Regions from separate parts of the Sus scrofa genome. Here region 1 is linked to region 2. A link is a contact called in public HiChIP or PLAC-seq data. All regions are on one chromosome and are shown on one strand. The core of a region is the stretch at or near the end of the contact, and the rest is flanking DNA. Distances in the headings are between cores, read along the strand shown.

Region 1 (2,700 bases), core at 197-2,696, 600 kb after region 2:
ATGTCCCTTCAATGCTTATGAGTTAACCGTTTCCCATTTCAGTCTGTACATATCAAAGTCAATAGCGGTGTACAATGACCTAAAGTTCCATTACTTCTGACCTTCTGTCCTACTACTTTTCCCTTCATTTACTCTGTCCAGTCACTCCTAGGTTCCTTGCTGGTCCTCATATCGCTCAGGCACATTTCTGCCTTAGGGCCTTTCATTGGCTGATGACTCTATCTGGATTGCTCTTCTCTAGACAATCATATTGTCCCTCAGCTTAAAACCTTTGCACTAAGGTCACACTTCTTCCATGAAGCCCCCACTGATTTTGAATTGCAGTCTGCCCCTCCTCCCACTCCCAGATCCCCCTTTTCTACTTTTATTTTCATAATACTTAAACCATCTAACATACTATATAGTGCAATTATTACATCTATGATTTAGTATCTAATATCCACTTTCACTGCCACCCTGGCAGAATGTAAGCTTCCTAAGGTCAAGAATATTGATCTGGGAGTTCCCATTTTGGCGCAGTGGTTGGTGAATCGGACTAGGAACCATGAGGTTTCGGGCCTTGCTCAGTGGGTTGAAGATCCGGCATTGCCGTGAGTTGTGGTGTGGGTTGCAGACGCGGCTCAGATCCCGCGTTGCTGTAGCTCTGGCGTAGGCCAGCGGCAACATCTTTGATTGGACCCCTGGCCTGGGAGCCTCCATGTGCCATGGGAGCAGCCCTGGAAAAGGCAAAAAGAAAAAAAAAAAAAAAAAAATATATATATATATATATATAGAGAGAGAGAGAGAGAGAGAGAGAGAGAGATCTGTTTCCTTTGACGTAGTCTAGTGTATGTCCAAGACAGTATCTGGCATAAAATAGTCATTCAATAAATATTTGAATGACTATATCAACAGAGCTCCTTTGAAGAATGGGAAAGACAAACAATGAAAAGAGTAATGAGTAAAACAAGACTCTAAAATATAGATGAATGTGGGACCAAGCACACATATAAGGAATTATCTGTAGCGCTGGAATGGCACTTCTCAGTTATATCACATCCTAATGAAACTATTTCGAGCTCTTTCTCACTCCGCCCCCCCCGCCACATGTTTTTTGGGGGCCCTTATACAGCACGGATGTTTTAATCATTTCTGAACCTCTAGCGTCCATCGAAATCCCTGGTACACACTTAGTGCTCAGAAGAGGTTGTCCGATAAATTAAACCAATGTTTCTGTGTCCCCAACAACTACTTTCCAACTCGTACAGTAGGTACTCAAGCACTCTTTCTCTTCTGTAGCCTTCAAAGATTCCACTGCCCACTTCGAAGCGAGAGACGGCAACGTCCACGATTTATGACGTAATAAGAGAACGCCCCGGGGAAGGGGCGGACACGGCAACTCTGGATCACGTGACCTGAATGGGCGGGGCGTCGGCTTCATATCCCAAGGTCCTTTGTTCTTACTTCCTTTTCGTCCTTGTCGGGCCATCAAGATGTCGAAGCGAGGTGAGGCTTTGGCTTGGGGAGATCCTTCGCCATCTGTCGCGAAGTGGCTGCTGGCCTCACCCGGAGCTGCGGCGACGGGCAGCTGGGGCACTCTGCTTTCCTTTGGGGCGGAGAGGGAGTGGATGGGCACCAGGACAGTCCCCGAAATGGCGGAGGGGCCTGGAGGATTGAGTTGGCAGGATCCAGTCGTGATTCTAGTCGTGAATCCCCCGGGAGGTTGCCCTGCGCCTAGCACTGCAGTAATGGTGTTGGAGTCAGGCTAGCTTAAGCCGCAGAGCGGGCGACTTGTGTGCGGTCTCCCGCCTTGGAGGAAGAACTGCGTGGTACAAAAGTTGGATCGGGAATTGTGTCGTCCAGGCCCCCTAATCTCAATGTGAGGTTGTAGGAGGGAGGAATTGGATATTTGCCCTGAGAACTGAGTGGCATTGGAGAGGGGGTAAGTGGAATCCTAGAGAAATCGAATCTATAGTGTACCGTTTCCCAAAACACATGCGAATGAATTCATAGCTTGAGAATGCGAAGGGAACTCCGAACCATGACTGGACAGTGATCTCTCTTCTGTCGCCCTACTAACAGGACGTGGTGGGTCCTCTGGTGCTAAGTTCCGGATTTCCTTGGGTCTTCCGGTTGGAGCAGTGATCAACTGTGCTGATAACACGGGTGAGATCTTAAGCTGCAACCCTGCCAAATTCCCCTTTCTAAAAGCACTCAGAGGGCCTTTTGCTCGTGACCTTCTGAGCCGCCAAGAAAGGGCACAGTAAAAACACCACTTTTGGGTGAAGCGGCAGCAAGTTGTGCTGTTTTGCTTCAATCGGTGGTGTGACAAACTATTTCACCTGGTGGGGGAGTGGAACCGCTTGGGGGTGTGAGTGGAGAGAGAGGCCTTGGAAGTGTCGGAAATGCAGGACTGCCTAATCGGCCCTTCAAAAAGACCATTTTTGTTTACATCCTTTCGTAGGAGCCAAAAACCTCTATATCATTTCTGTGAAGGGGATCAAGGGACGATTGAATAGACTTCCTGCTGCTGGTGTGGGTGACATGGTGATGGCCACAGTCAAGAAAGGGAAACCAGAGCTCAGAAAGAAGGGTGAGTAGACAGACCAAATCTTCCTTATGGTTTCTGGACCGTTGAACCACTTCTCCCTTTATTGGAGAATGAAGCAATAGTTTGGTGTGTGTTTTGTTTTGTTTTGTTTTTTAACCTCTCAGGGCCTC
Region 2 (2,700 bases), core at 85-2,584:
GCATGTCCTGCAGTGCCCTGTCGGACCTTAGGATACACACAGGAAGACTGGCGGGGAAGGCGTCAGATCAGAGAGAGCTCTGTAAATTGTGCTAAAGATGCAGCCTTTCCCATAGGCAATGGGAAAGCATCCAAGGGTTTTCGACAAGGAAGTGATACTATGAATTGTGTTTTTCAAGGATGAGAAGAATTGCAGTTTGGAGACTGAGCTGCAGGCAGCCATGACTGGAAGTTGCTGGAAAGCCACTGTGGTCATCCTGGTGAGAAACACATCAACGAGAGTGGTCACAGAAGAGAGGGAGGCACAGGACTAGATGTGAAGCATGTTCAGGAAGTCAGCTGGACTAAGTCACCTCTTAGATATGGGAGTTGAGGGAGAAATATATGATAATTATTAGGTTTCTGGCTGAGATGGGGTGGCAGAGAAAGAAGGAATCTGCAGGGGAAAAGAGCAGTTCAAGTTTAGACAGAGTGAATTCCAGCTGAAGTGGAGCTGTCCAACTAGTAGCCTAAGGCCAACTGAGGCTCCAGGGAGAGGCTTCGGTGAAAAGGTAGATCTGGACACGACTGGGGTATGTAGGTGGTGTAAAGCTGAAACCATGAGAGTGGATGAGACCATCCAGATCCAGAGTTAAGAGGCTGGCTGAGCAAGAGAGATGAATGTGAAACCGTGCTTCTACAGTCAGAAGAGCAGGAGGAAAATAAGGGGATGCCGACGCGGTGGAAGCCAAAAAAGAGGGTGATGGGTACGTGTTCACTACTGCAATTGAGAATTTATGTCACTGGTGTTATGCTCCTCTAAGAACTCAAGAAAGATACGTTAAAGGGCCCTTATAATGTCAACTGGGAAGTCATTCACTGTCGTTTCCAAAGGAAGTTGAGGGAGACCGGATGACGGTGAGACATTGACCTCCAGGAACTTGGAAATATTTTCCTCCTCATTCTCAGATCCTGACCCCTCCCCAGATCCTGACCTTTAATACCCTGATACCTTCCCCTTGCTTCTTCCCTCACAGCAACGTGAGAGGCTTTGGAGGGCGATCCGGGACGCCTTTCCAAGGCTCTCTCGAGTAGGCGGGGCCGTAGAGGGTCAACGCAGACGACCCTCCAACCCCGCGCTGAGTGGAGCGAGGCCGAGCATAGGAAGGGGGCGGAACCTGGAGCGCGGAGGGTGTGGGAAGGGTCGGACCGAACCACGAACGGACACCGGCTAGGGAGCCAGGATCCATCGGCGAGACGTAGCCCTCGTACCACCACCCGGTCCCAGTGACCTCTCGCGGACCCACCTGCACCATGTCAGCCACGGCTCCGGCTCTTCCCAGCCCCAGCCGCAATCTGGCTCCGAAGCTTCGGCGGCGCCTCCGAGCGGAAGGGGATCTCCTCTCGGCGCCACTTCCGCCACTGAGTCCGCCCCCGGGAGCGAACCGGGAGGTACTAGGCCCGAGGCACCGCCCCCTCTCCCAACCCCGCCCCCAAGCCCTCAGGCCCCGCCCACAAGGGCGGGAAATGGGGGCTGCTGCTAAAGTTAGGCTTGAAAAGAGGAATTAGAAGCCCAGGGGTTTCGTGCTTATTGGGCCACAGAGGCCTAGCACTCTGGAGAAAAAAGGGGAGCTTCCTGAGGGGAGGCCTGCGGGCCTGGAGGACGAGGAATCCAGTTACTCTTGAAGCACCCCTCTTCTCTCCACCCCGCCCCCGCCCCCGCCCCACCTCTTTCCACCTCCCTAGCAGGATCTAGAATGTCTGTGGTCCTTCCTAAGAGGGCTTGGAACTTGGCTGCAGTCAAGGCTGCAAACTAGAGGACTGGACATTACGGTCAAGGACCTGACCCTTGGATGACTACCACATAGTGAACCTCCTCCTCCCTCTCCTTTTCCCTGAAAGAGAAGTCTCAGCACAGGTATTTACAAAGATTTATTACAGCAGGGGAGCGGTTCAGGCCTGGAGTCAGGGAAGAAGGGAAGAGGACAGAGCAGCTGGAGGACAAGGAGAGCCTAGATCCCCCACTGTTTGCCCCTCCTCCCAAGGACTTACACTAGGCGGCATTCCTGGCATCAAAGCACAAACAAAAGGCAACAAAGCAGCCTCTGCCAGTCCATCTTCCAGGCACCCAGGCTGGGGAGCAGGTGATAAGGGGAAGATTTCCAAAATGTGGAGGCTGTGGAAAGGATGCCTGAATCCTGGGCCCTGGTAGACGCCAGTGAGAAGGAATTCCCAGGGGATGGAGAAGGATCTGTGGGCACTTACAAGTTCTCAGTACCCTCTTTCCCCAGATCTTAGGGTCCTGCCCTGTGGGTTTCCTATGCCCAGGGGAGAGGGTCTGGGGAGTAGAATTGTGAAGGATGAACCTTTGTCCCCCATTTACTGAGTTTTCCAATGCAGACTCTCACACCCCAGCTCCCACCCAGTGAATGGGGGAATGACTGGCAGGGGTAGGCATCAGGCAGCAAGTGCCCAGGGACTCTGAGCATCAGCCAAAGGTGGGCAGATAAGCAAACACAGACCAGCCTTAGTCTTCTAGAAGCCGCAGCCCTAGCAATTGAGAAAGGTACAAAATAGGGTAGGGATGGGGTGGGTTTCTGAGGAACAGCAATGCCCTCTCCACTTCCATCTGGGAGATGCAGGGCTTGGTACCTATGTGCCAGGCTCAGGGTGGGCAGGGCGCTGTGGCTCTTCCCCTGGCTCTGCAAGGCAAGCAAAGGAA

Evidence for each region. HiChIP or PLAC-seq counts read pairs in DNA pulled down with a chosen protein or histone mark.
Region 1: an H3K27ac HiChIP or PLAC-seq map of alveolar macrophages shows a contact between it and region 2. The contact joins the promoter of RPL23 here to the promoter of STARD3 in region 2. A contact is called at or near these places in 1 of 47 Hi-C or Micro-C datasets (liver) and 1 of 2 datasets of contacts at active chromatin or transcription factors (alveolar macrophages).

The regions. Positions count from the first base shown.
Region 1 is chr12:23,278,519-23,281,218 of Sscrofa11.1, forward strand. It overlaps RPL23 (ribosomal protein L23), which reads left to right and starts at 1,447. Exons shown (of 5, transcript NM_001129955.1): 1 at 1,447-1,485; 2 at 2,062-2,145; 3 at 2,444-2,572. The coding sequence starts at 1,473.
Region 2 is chr12:22,679,351-22,682,050 of Sscrofa11.1, forward strand. It overlaps STARD3 (StAR related lipid transfer domain containing 3), which reads right to left and starts at 1,335. Exons shown (of 15, transcript NM_001143725.1): 1 at 1,286-1,335. PPP1R1B (protein phosphatase 1 regulatory subunit 1B) reads right to left here. Exons shown (of 6, transcript XM_021067047.1): 6 at 1,894-2,680. The coding sequence ends at 2,631.